2 separate regions of the Sus scrofa genome follow, and region 2 is linked to region 1. The links are chromatin contacts, called in public Hi-C maps. All regions are on one chromosome and are shown on one strand. Each heading gives the region's core, a stretch centred on a gene start, on an enhancer-like site or on the middle of the called end of the contact. The rest is flanking DNA. Distances are from core to core; before and after follow the strand shown. Region 1 holds the start of TMEM80 (transmembrane protein 80). Region 2 holds the start of TSPAN4 (tetraspanin-4).

Evidence for each region. Hi-C and Micro-C count contacts between places; a contact is called where the count stands out from the background.
Region 2: a contact with region 1 is called in a Hi-C map of liver, with 6 times the contacts expected there. The contact joins the promoter of TSPAN4 here to the promoter of TMEM80 in region 1. A contact is called at or near these places in 6 of 47 Hi-C or Micro-C datasets (alveolar macrophages, embryonic fibroblasts, heart right ventricle and 2 more) and 1 of 2 datasets of contacts at active chromatin or transcription factors (alveolar macrophages).

What each region holds. Positions count from the first base shown.
Region 1 is chr2:423,209-430,963 of Sscrofa11.1, reverse strand. It overlaps TMEM80 (transmembrane protein 80), which reads right to left and starts at 2,667. Exons shown (of 5, transcript NM_001244431.1): 1 at 2,622-2,667; 2 at 90-109. The coding sequence starts at 2,640. It overlaps DEAF1 (deformed epidermal autoregulatory factor 1 homolog), which reads left to right and starts at 3,380. Exons shown (of 12, transcript XM_021082564.1): 1 at 3,380-3,716; 2 at 5,779-5,876; 3 at 6,119-6,248; 4 at 6,819-6,965; 5 at 7,343-7,482. The coding sequence starts at 3,428.
Region 2 is chr2:527,366-535,120 of Sscrofa11.1, reverse strand. It overlaps TSPAN4 (tetraspanin-4), which reads right to left and starts at 2,922. Exons shown (of 9, transcript XM_003122396.5): 1 at 2,833-2,922. It overlaps POLR2L (DNA-directed RNA polymerases I, II, and III subunit RPABC5), which reads left to right and starts at 565. Exons shown (of 2, transcript XM_003122384.5): 1 at 565-3,313; 2 at 4,260-4,507. The coding sequence starts at 3,219. The coding sequence ends at 4,368. LOC102159969 (lysine-specific demethylase 6B-like) reads left to right here. Exons shown (of 2, transcript XM_013989732.2): 2 at 2,291-2,932. The coding sequence ends at 2,932. It overlaps CD151 (CD151 molecule (Raph blood group)), which reads right to left. Exons shown (of 9, transcript NM_001243865.1): 5 at 7,370-7,444; 6 at 6,820-6,924; 7 at 6,551-6,709; 8 at 6,338-6,424; 9 at 5,553-6,257. The coding sequence ends at 6,198.

The DNA.
Region 1 (7,755 bases), core at 1,418-3,917:
AGGGGATCAAAGGAGCAAAAAGCGGGAGCTGAGGGCCGACGTCGCCTGGCCTGGTCTTTGGCTGAACGAGGGCGGCAGCAGCAGGATACCACCGTGGCAGAAGTTCTCCCTGGAAGAGAAGGGGTCCGTCCGTGAGGCCCACGTCCTAGCAGGATGCGAGGCGGGCCTGCCCTCCGCTCACTGTGACTGGGTTTTCTCGTTTGTAGCTGCACCTGCAGCACAACGACATGCCAGGGCCAGAGACTGAACCTGTGCAACCTCAGAGACAAGGCCGGGTCCTTAACCTGCTGTGGCACAGCGGGAACTCCTTCACTGGGTGTTTAGGGCCTGCAGCTTCGTTCCTTTCCAGCACTTCTGCACCGGTCCCTCCAAGGAGAGGCTGGCCACCTGCCTCTCTGAACCTGAGGCCTGGAGGCAGGGTGTACCCACGAGGCAAAGCTTAGATCCACTCCACTGTCAGGGAAGGAGATGCAGCTCATCTCCTGTGGCTTCTGCGTATTTGCCACATGTGCAGATGAAAAGAAGTCTTTGTCACTGATAACAGACACTTGGTTTCTTCTGAGATTTTATGCATGTCCCCAAGTATGTCTCCCAAGTGAGAACTTCCGAGCCAGCAATCCAGTCTCTTTTCCTCGTGCGCCTCTTGGAGCCTCTCCTACCCACAACAGGTACCCACTCTCCCGTCATCTTGAGATGAGGGTGCCCCAGAGGCAGCGGGGTCCCTCCTCCCGCGACAGCGTCTTCTGAGCTGGAGGCCTGCTTGGAAGACAGTCCAGTCACCCTTGGCCCCGGCGTGCCCTGGCTCGGAGTTCCACGGGTGTTTTCCTCTGCTCACACATCTGCGACCTGCAGGTGCATCAGGAACGACTCAGAACCCGCCCGGCAGCAGACAGGACAGAGACGTGAGGCAGCCTGCGGATCGCTGCTATTCCATCTGCTCGTTTGCCCCGGGAGAGAAGCTCGAAGCTCTGCTCTGGGGGGGACGTCAAGGGGTGAGCCCGCATCTCCCTGGGTGGATCTGGGGGCCGTGCAGGCCCCGGGAGGCAAGGAGGGCTGCCGAGCATGGATCATTAATGGACCTGCATCGCGCTACGGGAGAGGTGCTCTCTAAGCCCGACCCTCCTCTCCCAGGCCTGGGCTGAGCCAGCTGCCCAGACGCGTCATCACTCCGGTGCACTTCATGTTAGCTGGGATTTTCCTCCCTCTGAGTCTTCTCCTGAAGGTTTGCTTCAGAACTCAAATGTATTTGCCAGCTGCCCACTGTTATAGACTGAGATGAGGGGGCGACTTAGGAAAAATGCTGCACAGAAACCTTAAGTGATACAGGATTTAAACACTTAGCATGAAGGGTGGTTGGGAGCAGAGATGCCATCCTAACCATTCCAGACCCACGGAGCGGAGCTCGTTCTGACAAAATACAGCTGTGGCTTTTAGGACTTAGCTTTTCGTGTGTGTATTTTTTTGGCTTTGTTTTAGAGCTGCACCTGCGGCATGTAGAAATTCTCAGGCGAGAGGTAAAGTCGGAGCTGCAGCTGTAGGCCTACACCACAGCCACAGCCCCGCCAAGCCGCGTCTGCGACCTACACCGCAGCTCACGGCCACGCAGGATCCTTAACCCACTGAGTGAGACCAGGGACTGAACCTGCACCCTCATGGATACTAGTTGGGTTCTTAACCTGCTGAACCACAACGGGAACTCCAGATTTAGCATTTCTGTCAATGATTTACTGTAATAACAACGTGGCTGTGAACAGCTGTGTCAGAAAAGAAGTGAAACGTGGAAGCAAAGAGAACAAATGTTTTCCCTGAGGTGCCAGAGCAGGGGTGCCAGGTGGTCCTGCTGCTGTGCAAACTTAATTCTCCACCAAAGGAAATCGCGCAAAAAGAACCGCGGGCTTCTGCCGACAAAGGTCTGGCGCTTTGGAACCCCCCTGCCAAGAAAGCTCTAAACTCAGACCCGGACAGTACTTCTTTGTAAGACGCCAGCCTCCCTCCCAGCTCCTCTTCGCGCAGGGCGGCCCAGATATGGAAACGGGGGCCCCCTTCAGGCGGAGGCTCCCGGGCCAGGGATCGAACCGGCGCCACGGCAGTGACAACGCAGGTGCTTAGCCCGCCGGCCACCAGGGAACTCCTGGCAATCGGCCTTTTTTTATTGGACTGAGTGTACACCGCGTGCCACCCACTCGTCTCCTTCTTGTCACACAGACTGAAAGAGGCGCGGGCGCTGCGGAGACCGGGCGAGTCCCGGCGAGACCCCGCGCAACCCAAGGCCGCCGGCGGGCCCACGTGCCTGCCCGGGGTGCCCGCCGCTCTCGCTCGCTGCTGGCCCACTGGCCCCCGCAGGGTGCTCGGTCAGCGCGTCCGCGGCGCCCGGGGCCGCACTGGCCACAGCGGGCGGGGGAGGGCGGCCGCACCGAGGCGGCTCTGCATCCCGGTGCGCCCGGGACTGGCTCTCGGGGCCGGGCTCCCACCCCACGGCCACACCAAGTCCAGCCGCTAATGACCCCCGCGAGCCGCGCCAGCCGCTCGGCCTTTCCCACACCGGGAGGAACCGCGCCAACCGAATCCCCGCTCCGGAACGACCTCCACCCGGCCCCGCGCGGCACCGCCCGGGCCCTCACCTCGCCGCGAGGCCGCCATCTTGCCCCCGGGCCCCGCCCCGCTCGCCCGCTCGCCCCGCCCCGCTCGCCCCGCCCGCCGAATCCGCCGCGATCCCGGCAGCCTCTTGGCTCCGGACGCGAACGGGGTCCCTTCGGCCATTTTCGATTCTGCTCCCGAAGGGGTTCGACGGCGCCGCGCTTCGGGAGTTGATTCCGAACCGGGGCCGAGGCCCGATTAGCGCGTCCGACAGCGCTCGGGCACTTTCGGACAGGAGGAGGCGGAGAGCCGAGGCTCGTGAGGATCCCGGCTCGGGAGAGTTCGGCTTCGCTCGGCTCCTCCTCGGGCGCGCTCGGCTCCAGCGGGAGGTGGGGGCGGGCGGAGCCTGCGGCGCGAGGTTCTCTTGCCCGGGTCGCGCTGCGTCGGAGGCCGGCGAGAGTCGGCTTCTCCGTCCGTGACCCCCCTTGGTTGGGGACCGCGGCCGTCGCGGCCTCCTGGGCCCTGAGGAGGGCCAGCGCCGGCCGCTCGGAAACCCTCGTGCGGCCTCGGACCAATTCGGACCGACTCGGCCCCGCACTTCGGGTCACCTCGGCCCCCCTCGGTTCCAGACCCTTGGTCTCGGCTCGGCTCGACTGGGCAGCTTCGTGCCGGATCGGCTCCTATTCGGGCAGCCCCGGCTTGGCTCGGCGGTCGGCTTCGGGCGGCCTCGGCGCGGCTCGGCTCGGCTCGGCCCGGCTCGGACGGCGTCCTCGGCAGGAGCGCTTCGGGCCCCGTCCCGGCCTTCGGGCGGCCCCGGCCGGCGCCTTCGGGCGGGCTCGGCGGAGTCCGGATGGAGGACTCGGACTCGGCCGCCAAGCAGCTGGGCCTGGCCGAGGCGGCGGCGGTGGCGGCCGCGGCCGCTGTGGCGGCGGCGGCCGCGGCCGCGGCGGGAGGCGAGGCGGAGGAGCCGGTGCTCAGCAGAGACGAGGACTCCGAGGAGGACGGGGACTCGGAGGCGGAGCGCGAGACGCGGCGGGTGACGGCCGTGGCGGTGATGGCCGCCGAACCCGGGCACATGGACATGGGCGCCGAGGCCCTGCCCGGCCCGGACGAGGCCGCCGCGGCCGCCGCGTTCGCAGGCAAGTGCCGCCGGCCCGCGGTTCCCTCGCACCTGTCTGCACCTGCCTCGCACCTGCCTCGCGCACCTGCCCCCCACACACCTGCACGACCGACGCGCGCCTGCCCTGCAAACTACTCCCCAACGCATACCTGCCCTGCACACGGCTGGCTGACCAGCCCACCCATCCTTCCCCAGCATTTACCCCGTGCCCTGTCGTCCCTGTGCCTACACAACCGCCTGTAAGCAGCCTGGCCCTCCTCTGCAGCATACCTGCTCCCTGAACTCCTTTCCCTCCTTTCAGCACTCTAGGCTCCTTCCAGAACCTTCTCAGCACCTGCCTCTCGCCATCCTTGTTCTCTTCTCTGTCCTTGGGGCTGTGACATGGGGGTCAGACATAGGCCTTGTCCTGGAGCAGCCTGAGGGTGGGCACAGCTAGTCACCCAGAATCCTAGGGAGCAAGACAGTGGTCACTCAGCTGGAAGGGCCAGCAGCCTTTGGGGGCAGTGACCCTGAAGGTCAGCCCGGAGCTCCTCGGACTGCCCTCCTGTCGGCCCCTGTCTGCCCCCCATTTCCTTGAGGGAACTCCCTCCCCTGGGGACCACGGAGGCTGCCAGCCCTCATTTTTGTTCTTGCCACACACAACGTCCTCATTCTCGAGGTTCATGGGCCACGCCCCAGAGCTCCCTTCAGAGGTTGTGCCTCCCTGAGCCAGCATGGGAAGAAGGTGTTCCCCGCCCACGCGGAGGCTCCTGAGGAGCCTCACAGCGGGATGCCGAGACCCTGGGAGCTCCTATAAGGCGCTTTGTCCCTAAGGAGGCTCGGGTTTCAGAACTGGACAGCGACCTCCCCACCTGGTTGCCCCGCTCTTGCTGTGGCCCTGGAGGTGCCTGGTGTGGGCCAATGGCCTGGGCCTGTGTCCCAGTCCCTCACCCCAGGGCCTCTGGTCTGCATGTGGACCCTCCAAGAGACGGAGGGGCGGGGGGGGGGCTTTGCAGCTCTTTAGAGACTGGGATTTAATAAGTTGAGATTTTTGGACTGAGAGGGTTTTCCTCAGGTTTCTCCTCTTTGCACCTATTCTTCTGAATGCAGAAAGAAAGTGATGCTGTTCAACCCAACGTCAGAGAAACGTATTGACATTTTGTGATTTTTTTCTGCAAAGTATCACAGTTGTGTTTTTCACGTGTTAAAGCCTTAAATCTTGTTTGTCACGAGTGACCGAGGTCCAGCAGTTTCCAGGTTTTTAGTAACATGTTGCTGGGCCGAGGCCGCCTCCTCTGGGCTGCTTGCGAGGCCTTTAGACGTGAGCGTGTGTTCAGACAGACCCTCAGCACTGGCTCTCTGGGACACGGAGGAGCGGACAAGGGCGGGGAGCAGGTGTTTTCTGTGCAGTTCAGGAGCCCCGGCCGATGGAATGTGCGGGACTGTCCGTCAATTTGAGCACCTTCCCTGTGCCAGACATTTGGGACCGTCCTGCCAGCCTAGGGGACGGAGGAGCATTGAGGAGGGGCTCTTAGGGCCCAGCGCTGGGCTTGGCAGGCGTGGGCAGCGTGCATGAGGGAGGGTGCTGCTCCCAGGAACAGGGAGGCCTGGGTGGTGGGGACGGGAGGCAGGTGCAGCACACCTGTGTGCAGACGCACCTGTGTGCACTTGCAGTTGGGAGGGGGCTGGGGAGGGCGGGACAGGCAGGTCTGACGTGCTTTTCAGGAGGAAGAGGTCGGCGGCGGGGGGTGGCCCCTGGCCCCTGGCCTGTCCCATGGGGACCTGAGGGAGTTGGCCTGGGAGGGTCCCCAGTGGAGGGAGGAGACACTGTAGGGTATGAGGGGCCTTTGCGGGGTACGTCTTTTCCCAGAAGGGACTGAGGCCAGGGGCCGCGTGGCAGAGCCCGTGGCTGGCTGGGCAGGGGTGCCGTGTGGGTCTTCCTGCAGAAAAGCCTCCGCTGGGGGCGAGGTGGCCTCTCTTTGCCCCGGAAAACCCAGGTCGTTTAGACCGTGGTCTGAAAACCTTGGCTGAGCATTTCGTGTACAGTGGGAGGCCAACTGCCGGGACCGCCGTGGGCGCTGAGTCAGGCTCCTGTGTTGCAGAGGTGACCACTGTGACAGTGGCCAACGTGGGTGCGTCCGCAGACAACGTCTTCACCACGTCGGTGGCGAATGCTGCCTCACTCTCGGGACACGTGCTGGTGAGCGCCCCTCGGGGCCCGAGCCTGCCGGTGCTGGCCTCCCGGGGAGGGAGGGGCAGACGCTCCTCTTCAGCCCCTGTCGCTCGCCTGCTCGCCTGGGCCTCGTCCGCCTGCGAGCAGAGCGCAGTCCTCCCCAGGGCGGGGGGGGGGGCGGGGTGGCCGGGACACACATGCTCTTAAGGGTCGCAGCGGGCGTGTGCCTGCGGCTGGCGCGAGAGGCTTCCACCGTGTCCCTCCTCCAGTCTGGTAGGACAGCCCTTCAGATCGGGGACAGCCTGAACACCGAGAAGGCCACGCTGATCGTCGTGCACACGGACGGCAGCATCGTGGAGACGGCAGGGCTGAAGGCGCCCTCTGCCCCTCTCACCCCAGGTACCGCCCCCCTGCCCCCGGCGTCTGGGGCAGAACAGCCCACAGTTGGTGGGGTGTGTTCTGGGATGGTCTTTCTTATTTCTTGGTGAACTTCAGGTATCCAGTGTTACTCAGCCGACGTCGAAACAGTAGCATTCCCCAGGCAAAGAAAGAGGTGCTGAGAGTTGAGAGCCCAGCTGCTGAGCTGGGGCGGAGCACCTGCTGAGAGAGCCATGCTCACTGTACTGCATTTTCCTGTTATTTTATCTTGTTACGTTTTATTTATTTATTTGCTTATTTTTATTTACTTTTTTTTAGGGTCACACCTGCGGCGCATGGAAGCTCCCAGGCTAGGGGTCCAATCGGAGCTGTAGCCGCCGGCCTACACCACGGCCACGGCAGTGCCAGATCCAAGCTGCATCTGTAACCTACACCACAGCTCACGGCAATGCCGGCTCCTGAAGCCACTGAGCGAGGCCAGGGATCGAACCCACATCCTCACGGGTACTAGCTGAGTTTGTTTCCACCGAGCCACGATGGGAACTCCTACTTTCCTGTTATTTCCTTTTCAAAACGCTTTCTCTGCTCAAGGCCCCCAGTCCCCTCCAACTCCTCTGGCTCCTGGCCAAGAGAAGGGTGGCACCAAGTACAACTGGGACCCGTCGGTGTATGACAGCGAGCTGCCCGTGCGCTGCCGAAACATCAGTGGCACCTTGTACAAGAGCAGGCTCGGCTCAGGTGGGCGCCTTCCCTGGGAACCCCTGGAGGAGGCGGCTGCACGGCCCAGCGCGCCGAGAAAAGGGGCCCTTGCGACACGCTGACCGTGGGGGAGGGGCAGGCTGGGCCCTGACCCGTAGCTCCCGGCTCGGCCTGGTGACCTGTGGGGCCGGGGTGCTGAGGTCCGCCTGGGTCACGGCCGAGCTTGTCGTGGCCTCAGGCCGTGGGCGGGTAGAAGCCCCGCCTGCTCCTGGGGCTGTGCCACTGGGGCCCCAAGAGGGCAGCCAAGACCACGAAGGCCGGTGGGCGCTCCCAGGTCTGTGGAGCATCTGAGGAGCCGGGGGGCAGGGGGCCTCGGCTGCGTGAGCTGGGACTCCAGCGGGGGCTCCGTCCTGCAGGAGGCCGGGGCCGCTGCATCAAGCAGGGTGAGAACTGGTACAGCCCCACGGAGTTTGAGGCCATGGCCGGGAGGGCCAGCAGCAAAGACTGGAAGAGAAGCATCCGCTACGCAGGGCGGCCGCTGCAGTGCCTCATCCAGGTACCCCGCCCGCCCTGTGATGCGCGGCTGGCTGCTTAACCTCTCTGTTCCTGATGTTCCGGTGGGACGCCAGGGTGTTTGCCCCCCGGGGGCGGGTGTGAGGAGTGGATGAAGCAACACGGTAGCCTCTGCTTGGGTGGGTGCGACTCCCGTTTATCTGTTTATTAACAGGAAATTTAATGGGAGTTTAAAACATGTACACCTGGAAGAGACCCGGAGACACTGAGCCCCTCTGCCCGCGACTGCGTTTTTGTTTGTTTTTTTTTTTTTTGT
Region 2 (7,755 bases), core at 1,673-4,172, 100 kb before region 1:
TCCTCCGACGCCGGCACAGAGCTTGCCCACGTGGACCTGGGGGCCCGGGGCAGACGGCGGTTCCCAGTGGCACGGCCGCCCTGAGCCGCAGCGGCAGAGCGGCAACCCCAGCAGGGCAGCTCAGAGTGGAGAGCAGAGCAGGCCCGCCCACCCGGGGCCCCCGGCTCCAGGACGGCTTTGAGGAGCCAGGAGGCCCCGCCAACACAAACAGGCCTGTGGTGTCGGCCTTCCTGCTGCTGCTTCAGCCCCGCAGGCCCCAGGCCCACCCAGGCCCCCACCTGGGGGAGGGGCAGGCACTCGCCGGCTTGGCCTCCACACCCCGAGCCTGGGAGGAGCCACTGCCCGACACAACCCCAGGGGAGGGGTCCCCATGGAAGAGGCCCCCAAGGGGCCCCGAGTTTTTTCCTGGCCCACCGAGGCCAACCCCAGGCTCAGGGCCTCCCCCCAACCCTCCCCTCCTCCCACCCCCCACAGGCCCTAGGAGCATCCTTCTCAGATGCCCACCGCATATGCGCAACCCCCAGGCACTGACAGCCCACTGCACCCAGGGCCCTCATGGAGCCCCACGTGGGGCCAGGCGGCGAATCGAATTGCACCCCCAAAGACCAGGAGCTCAGGCTTGCCCACAGGGTCGGGAGGTTAGGCCAAGCCTCAGGCTCACCTGCAAACGCCACCACTCCAGACGCCCCAGCCCCTGTGGCAGAGAGGGCTGTTCTGGGCGCAGCAGGTGGGCGATCCCTCTGAGCCTGGGTCAGGGTCTGAGCACACTCGTGTGGCCCCCTGTGAGCACAAGTGTACCCAAAGCTTTGGGGACTCGGCGCTGAGCCCAGGACCCCAGGCCTACACAGCCAGGATCGGGGCCCTCCAGCCGGGCAGCTTCTGCTCCACCCACACTGCACAGACGGGGGAAGCAGAGGCTGCGAAGCAGGACCAGGGGGCCCGTCAGCTGACTCCTGGGGACAGCGCTGTCCCCGAGGCCAGCCTGTTTCCAGGACAACACTCGGGGCCAAGGGTCTCAGCATAAACCTCAGTGCCCAATTCCCCTGTGCCCCGCCTGCCCCGAAGTGACCCTTCTCCAGCAGGAAACAGGCTCACGGGTTCCAAACCGCATGTGAGCGCAGCTCTCCCTCCCTACCCCTCCTGTTCCTGCCCACTCCGGCCTGCTCCCCGCGGCACACACAGAAGGACAGAGCCACCCAGGGCCGCTGAGCAGGGGGCAGGGCTGACCTCGGAGGCGCGCGGGGCCTCTGGTATAGTGTGGCCAGGCCTGGGCCAGGGGAGTGGAGCCGGAGGGGCAAGTGCCCCAGGGCGCCTCTGCACGTGAGTGTGGGGCCCGCACGCAGCCAGGCCGCCCCCACGGCCTCTCCTGGGAAATCGGGACGCTGGAGAGAGGCTGCCACCGCCCCCCCAGTCCACACGCAGCTCTCAGAATTCCAGGAATGTCCACTTGGCTCCCTGTCCTCCCTCCCTGGGAGTAAACAACCGCTGGGCGAGAGGCGGCCCCTCCTCCAGGAAGCCTTCTGCCCACACCCGCTCCCACTCCCAGCTCTCGCCAGCTGGCATCCCAGGTCCCCCGTCTCCCTCACCTCCGCAGACGCGGCCGCCTCTGCAGCTGAGCCTGGGTCTGACCCCAGGCCCCTGTGACTCAAGGCAGGATGTGCGTCCAGCCCGCCTGGGAAGGGGTGGGCAGGGAAGTGGCCTCTGCACGTGGCTCTGCACGTGGCAGGGTGGGCGAAGGTGGGGACACAAAGTCCAGGCGGGCAGCAGCTCTGGCCAGCCTCTCCAGCACCCTGGGGACCTCAGTGAAAGCCGGACCGTTAGCTGATGCCTGGGGCCAGCTTGGCCCCACCCACCCCAACAAGCGCTGGTGCTGAGAGCCCGCAGGGCTCCCTAAGTCACAAGCGCCACTGTGCACACATCCGCCCTCCTCCTTGGCCCAAAGCTCACCTCCTCCAGGGAGGCTTCCCTACTTCTCACTGTACACGGCCCTTCCCCCCAGGCCCCAGCCTCAGAATTATGAGACTAACCCCACCTCATTCCCAGAGATACAGCCTCCCTCCCTTTCAGTCTGTCGGGGCTCCTGAGCCGTCACTTCCAGCTCCCACATGGCATCTACTCTGGCCCAAGAGCAAAAGCGTTCCCATGGGTTCCGCCTCCAGACCTCTGCCTAAGGATTCCCAGTGCTGGACGGTCCTGCTCCCTCACACACACTCGGGATGGCTCTTCAAGGTTCAGCTCAAAAGACACTGCACCCACGACGACCCCCTGACCACCCTCCCCGCCCGCACAGGTCCGACGTTCCCAGATCACAGGCAACCGACCCAACACAGCCTGGCCTGCGACGCGTGCAGCTAGCCCCTTCCCGCACCCTCTCTCAGCCCTTTGCCCAGGAAGAAGGGAGGAGGGACAGGGGCGAGACGGATCGAAGCAGCGCCAGGGGTTGGAGCCGCCAGTCTGGTCGCTTCCACCGCACCCTCCCGCCGTCAAGGATACGGGCAACTACCGGGCCGGGATCATTAGTGGGCGATCGGGCCGGGCGGCGACCCCGGGGGGCCCACAGACTCAGCGCAGAGACCCCTGGGGGTCCGCGGGCAGGGGCGACTTCCTTTCCTGTCGCCCAGCACGCACTGGCCGCAGGTCAGCCGCTCTCCGCGCCTGCGGGGGTCGCCGCGCCCCCCCGCCCGAAGCGCAACTTGTTGCTGCGAATCCGCTCGGGCTCCACACTCGGGGCCCGAAACTCGCGCCAGCTCGTGGGCCCGGGTTCGGAGCTGGTCCCGGCTCTGACGCGCGGGCAGCGGGACCCCAGCTGCGTCCCCGCCGAGGGCGCTGTACCTGTGCGCGCCTTCAGCCCGCCGCGCAGCTGTCAGTCATCCGCACACGAGAAAAGCGAACGCCGCCGCCGGGCCCTTCCGGCCCTGCCCGGGCGCCGTAGATCGGGACGTACCAAAGCGGCAGACGGGGGTCTCCATCTGCTACTGCCGCGGCAGTGTGGACCCCGGGAACCCCGATCCGCGCGGAGGAAACTCGCCGCCGCGGGTAGCGGATACTGACGGCACCGGGACGGGCAAGGCCGGTCGGCGAAGGGCGAGCCGGGCGGGGGAGTTTGGGAGGGGACGGTCACCCCCCCATGCTATGGGCGCGCCCGGGGCGGGGCCAGCGCCGCAGGCGGAAGCGCCGTGGGATTTAGGCGCTTGGCCGCTGGCTGCCTCGCTGCCGCCATGATCATCCCTGTTCGCTGTTTCACGTGCGGCAAGATCGTCGGCAACAAGTGGGAGGCCTACCTGGGGCTGCTGCAGGCCGAGTACACCGAGGGGTAAGGCGCCGGGCCGGCGAGGGGGTCTTCCGGCGCGGTCGGGAAGCGCTTCCCGGGCCGCCAGCCCGCGGGGGGGTTGGGGTCGGCGGGTCCCGGCCTGCGGAGCGGGGGCCAGCAGTACTCCCGTCAGAGTCCAGGTGACCCTGGAGGCGTTCAGTACGCGAGTCTCTTCCGGCGCTGTTCTCCGGGTGTGTGCTCAGAAAAGCAGTCCCCGCCACCCCGCAGACCGGGGAGAGGAGGGGAGGGGGGCTGGGCACGAAGCCGCTCGTGTCGGGGGCTTCTAGGCATCCTCGCGAGTCTCGGCGCCTACTCCGCAAATAAGGCCTCGGCCTCCTCTCTCCACTTGCTGTCCGTTGTTAGGCCCACCCCACGTTCTGTAGACTCGTTTGGTTTTTACCAATTACACGGGGCAAGTTTACTAACCGCGTAGCCCTCATCCGCGGGCGGTCGTTGGGGAGTGGGGGTCCTTTTCCTGTGCTGGCCCCTTGGCACTGCAGTTAGCACCATGTCTGAATTTCTGCCCTGACTAGAGTCTGACGTTTGGCTCCTGTGGGGCCGGCGCCGTGCCCTGATCATATTTGAACCTCTGGGCCCTGGGGTGTGCCCGCAAGCGAGCCGTAGGCTCTCGGTGCTGGCATGTCGGGAAACAGGGAAGCAATGGATGGGCTGGGTGTTGGCGCCCGGCTCTGAGGAGGCTGCTAGAGCGAGCAGAGTGTGAGTTACCGCCGGCACCTGCACAGGACCCATCCCTGGGAGGTCACGGGCAGGGGCCGCCCAGCCTCGCCTCCCCTTTGCCAAGCTGCCACCTGTGCACACCAGAGGCCTTGAGAGTGATGGGCCGTGTCTCCTCGACTCTGGGAGCAGGGCCGAGGAACGACCCTGCAGCCGCTGAGCTGCGTCTGCTCCAGCCCGGGCCAGGCCCTATCAGCTTTCTCCTGGCCTGCAGGGATGCCCTGGACGCGCTGGGCCTGAAGCGCTACTGCTGCCGCCGCATGCTGCTGGCCCACGTGGACCTGATCGAGAAGCTGCTCAACTACGCGCCCCTGGAGAAGTGACATGCAGCCGACACGCAGCGGTTGGCCCAGAGACCCTCCGGAGGTGTGGGGAGCTGGAGGCCTGCCTGCCCACAGCCCTGTGCACACGTCTCCCTCTCTGGACAGAACCATCCAATAAAAGCTTTTGAAGACCCAAGGAGGTCTTAAGAGTCGGCCTGGCTCTGTGGGACGCCCTGCCCCTCCCATCCCCCCCGTCCCGGTGTCCTGCCTGGCGGGCGAGGCCACTTTGGGGTGAACTCGGCCCTCGCTGCTCCGGAGGAGGCAGAGCCGGCCACATGGTAGTGCTCCGCCAGGGGCTCACTCCTGCCCCCAGAAGGCACAGAGGTGCCAGTGCTCCCCCCCCCCCCCCCCCCGTGGCAGTCCTCACGTCCACTCCCCCAGGACCTGAAGAGCCAGACTTTCTGATCCTGAACAGAGCCCCTAGGGTTACAGCTGCCACCCTGAGAGCACTGCTTCCAGGCACCACCCAAGCCCAGCGGCCCCTCCTCTTCACAGCTACCCTGGGACACCCCCAGAGGGTCGGAGGGGGCCCTGCGGAGGTGTCAGGGCTGGATAGGCACCCAGCGCCCCAGGTATTAACACACAGTCCCCTGAGTGCCTCCGTCCCATCCCGGCTCGGGCTGAGCCTTAGAGCTGGAAGCCTTGGCCTGGGGTCGGGGAAGCCCCAGTGGCCTCCAGAGCGAAGGCAGGAGAGTACAGCTGGGGAGGAAGGCAGCCTTCTCGGGGCCGGCATGTGTCTGAGGTCGGGTCCTCTGCCTGCAGGTGAGGAGACCCGTTGGGGGAAAGATGAGGTCTGCCCCAGCGGTGGAGAGGAGCTGGGCAAACCCTAGGGTGAAGGGGCGCGGTGGCCACATCCTGGCTGCCCCTGCAGGCCTAGCGCCCTTTTCTGGCCCTGGCTCCCACTGCCAGCACCTTCCCCTCCCCCTGTACCTGGTCCCTGCCCAGTGGCCCCAAGGCCACACACACCCAGAGTGTGTCCCCACTCCCTCTTTGGGGCTCTGGCCACACCACCGACTTCCTGTCTGAGAATGGCTGGGGCTTTGCACCAAGGCCTGTGCTCAGCTGTCCCTGCCACTGGCCGCCTCTCCCTTGAGTCCTAGGCTCACACTTGGCCCCGTCCCTTGTGGCGCTGGGTGAGTGGACGGGAAGGCCCTGAGGGCCGTGTCTGTCACTCAGTTCAGCCATCTGGTCCACAGGCGTTTATTGAGCACCTATCACAAAGCAGGAGCAGTCCTAGGCATGGGGATACAGCAGTGAAGGAGGCCCAGAGGGCTGCCCTGCCCCGGAGGGGGCGTCAGCATGTGGCCGTCCATCTGGGCCTTTAGATGGTGGTGGGAGCAGCAGGTAAGTGGGCGCAGAGGCCAGGCCGGGAGGGCTCTTGCTCTTCCTGGAGCAGGCAGGCACCCGGCTTCCTCACCTGCTGCCTGCCGCCTGGCACTGGCCCCGGGCTGGCCAGCTTCCGCCTAACTTGGCACAGACCAGCCCCGCGACGGAGCCAGGTTATCAGGGAACAATACCCCAAAGGAGAGGGCAGCGGGCATGGGGCCTTTACGGTTTGAGCTCAAGCCCCAGCCACCCCAGAGGCAGGAGGGACCGGGCTGGGCCGTGGGACTTTGGTGGCAGCTAAAGGCACTTGAAGCTCCCTCTGGGGTTGGCGGTCCCCAGGAGTCGCGGTGATGGCACGGTCGTGGGCCCTGGCATGAGGACACCACCTCCCTGGCAGTGTGGGAGGGGAGGAGCCGCGTCCTGGGACCGCAGCCCCTAGCCGTCAGTAGTCAGCGCATCCTGAGAAGCTGCGGTGCAGGCGTGGGCCCAGGTCCGTGGGCAGGTCAGTAGTGCTCCAGCTTCAGGCTCTTGTACAGGCAGCACGTGAAGATCATGCCGAACACCTGAGCCAAGAGCCGGCATGAGCACGCGCCTGTGCCCGTGCCGCCCCGTGCCCCGCGCCCGCGCCGCCCCGCGCCCGCACCTGCACACAGGCGATGCCGATGCCCACAGCCCCGATGATCCTCAGGTGCTCCCGGATGAAGGTCTCCAGCCTGGTGATGCAGCCGCCCTGGGGTGGGAGTGGGGGTGAGCGGCGCGTCGAGGGTAGGGGGGGCCTCTTCCCCAGCCCCGGGCCCCTCGGGTGCGGGGACACCCGCCTCCAGCATCCCGGGTGCCAGGGCCCCCACCGGCCTACCTCCACTTTGTAGATGTTGGAGGCGTGGTCCCGCCGCCCGCAGCCCGCCACCACCGTCTTGCAGCAGCTGTCAGGAACCACACGGTCGCCTGCCTCACCCGAGAGGATCCACTCACTGTCCCGCCAGTCCTGGGAGTTGTTGCTGCCACAGCAGTGGAACTGCACGGGAACATGGCCCGGGCTGAGCCCCGTCCCCTCCCCACAACCCCCGCAGCAGCCAGGGCTCCGACAGACGTCAGGGGAGACGCCGCCCGGCGCCACCCACCGACCTCCTGCTGCAGCTTATCCGTGGCGCTGGTCACACCCTCGTGGCCCGGCTGGCGGTAGCGCTTGCTCAGAGTGTCCTTCAGGTTCGCCTTGAGCTCTGCACTCAGCTGTGGCAAGGTGGCGACAGCTTCAGCCACAAAGACTAAGAAGCGGGGAGGAGGGCAGCGCGGGGATGGGCACAGACGGGAGAGGCGCAGAAGGTGCCAAACAGGTCTGGAGACAGACGCTGCCTGGGGTGGGTCAGGTGCCCGGGAACGTCACCCAGATGGCATGGGGTGGGGGGTCGGGGGCAGGGAGGGCACACTGGGGCCCCCAGGTGGGTGGCTTGGGTGCTGCAGGCAGACTGGCCACCCCTGTGGGGGTCCTCCCTGGTGACACGGTCCCACCTCCAGGGCCTGACGACACGACGGTCAGCATGGAACCTGTGGGGTCGCGTGCACGTGTCCCTGCCTGTGTGCATCTCTTCCTTCCCAGGGCACGTGCGTGTCCGTGCTCATGCGCGTGCACACCCTGTGCGTGTACGCGCCCCTGCGGCCCGCCCCAGCCGCGCACCTGCTGGTAGTAGACGTAGGCCAGGACTCCGGCGATGATCTCCAGCAGAAAGATGAGCAGCAGCAGGATGAAGTACTGGGGGAGGCGCAGGGACCCCGTGAGGTGGGGGTGGGGGGGTACAGAGACCCCATCCGGGCACAACAGAGCAGCGCCACCACCCTCAGCTCTCAAGCTACCAGAGGGAGGGCTCCAGAGGGCAGGTTAGGCTAAGGACCAGCAGGCCCCCATGCTCTCTCGAGTGCCCTCCCTCGGCTGGCACAGCGGGGACGTGGGGACACGCAGGGCTGGGCAGGTGGGAAGGGACAGCCCCAGGAGTGCCCAGCATTCCCTTCCAGCCCTGTCGGGGACCCAGAGCCAGCCCCAGGCAGCCTGGCAGGCTCCCCACC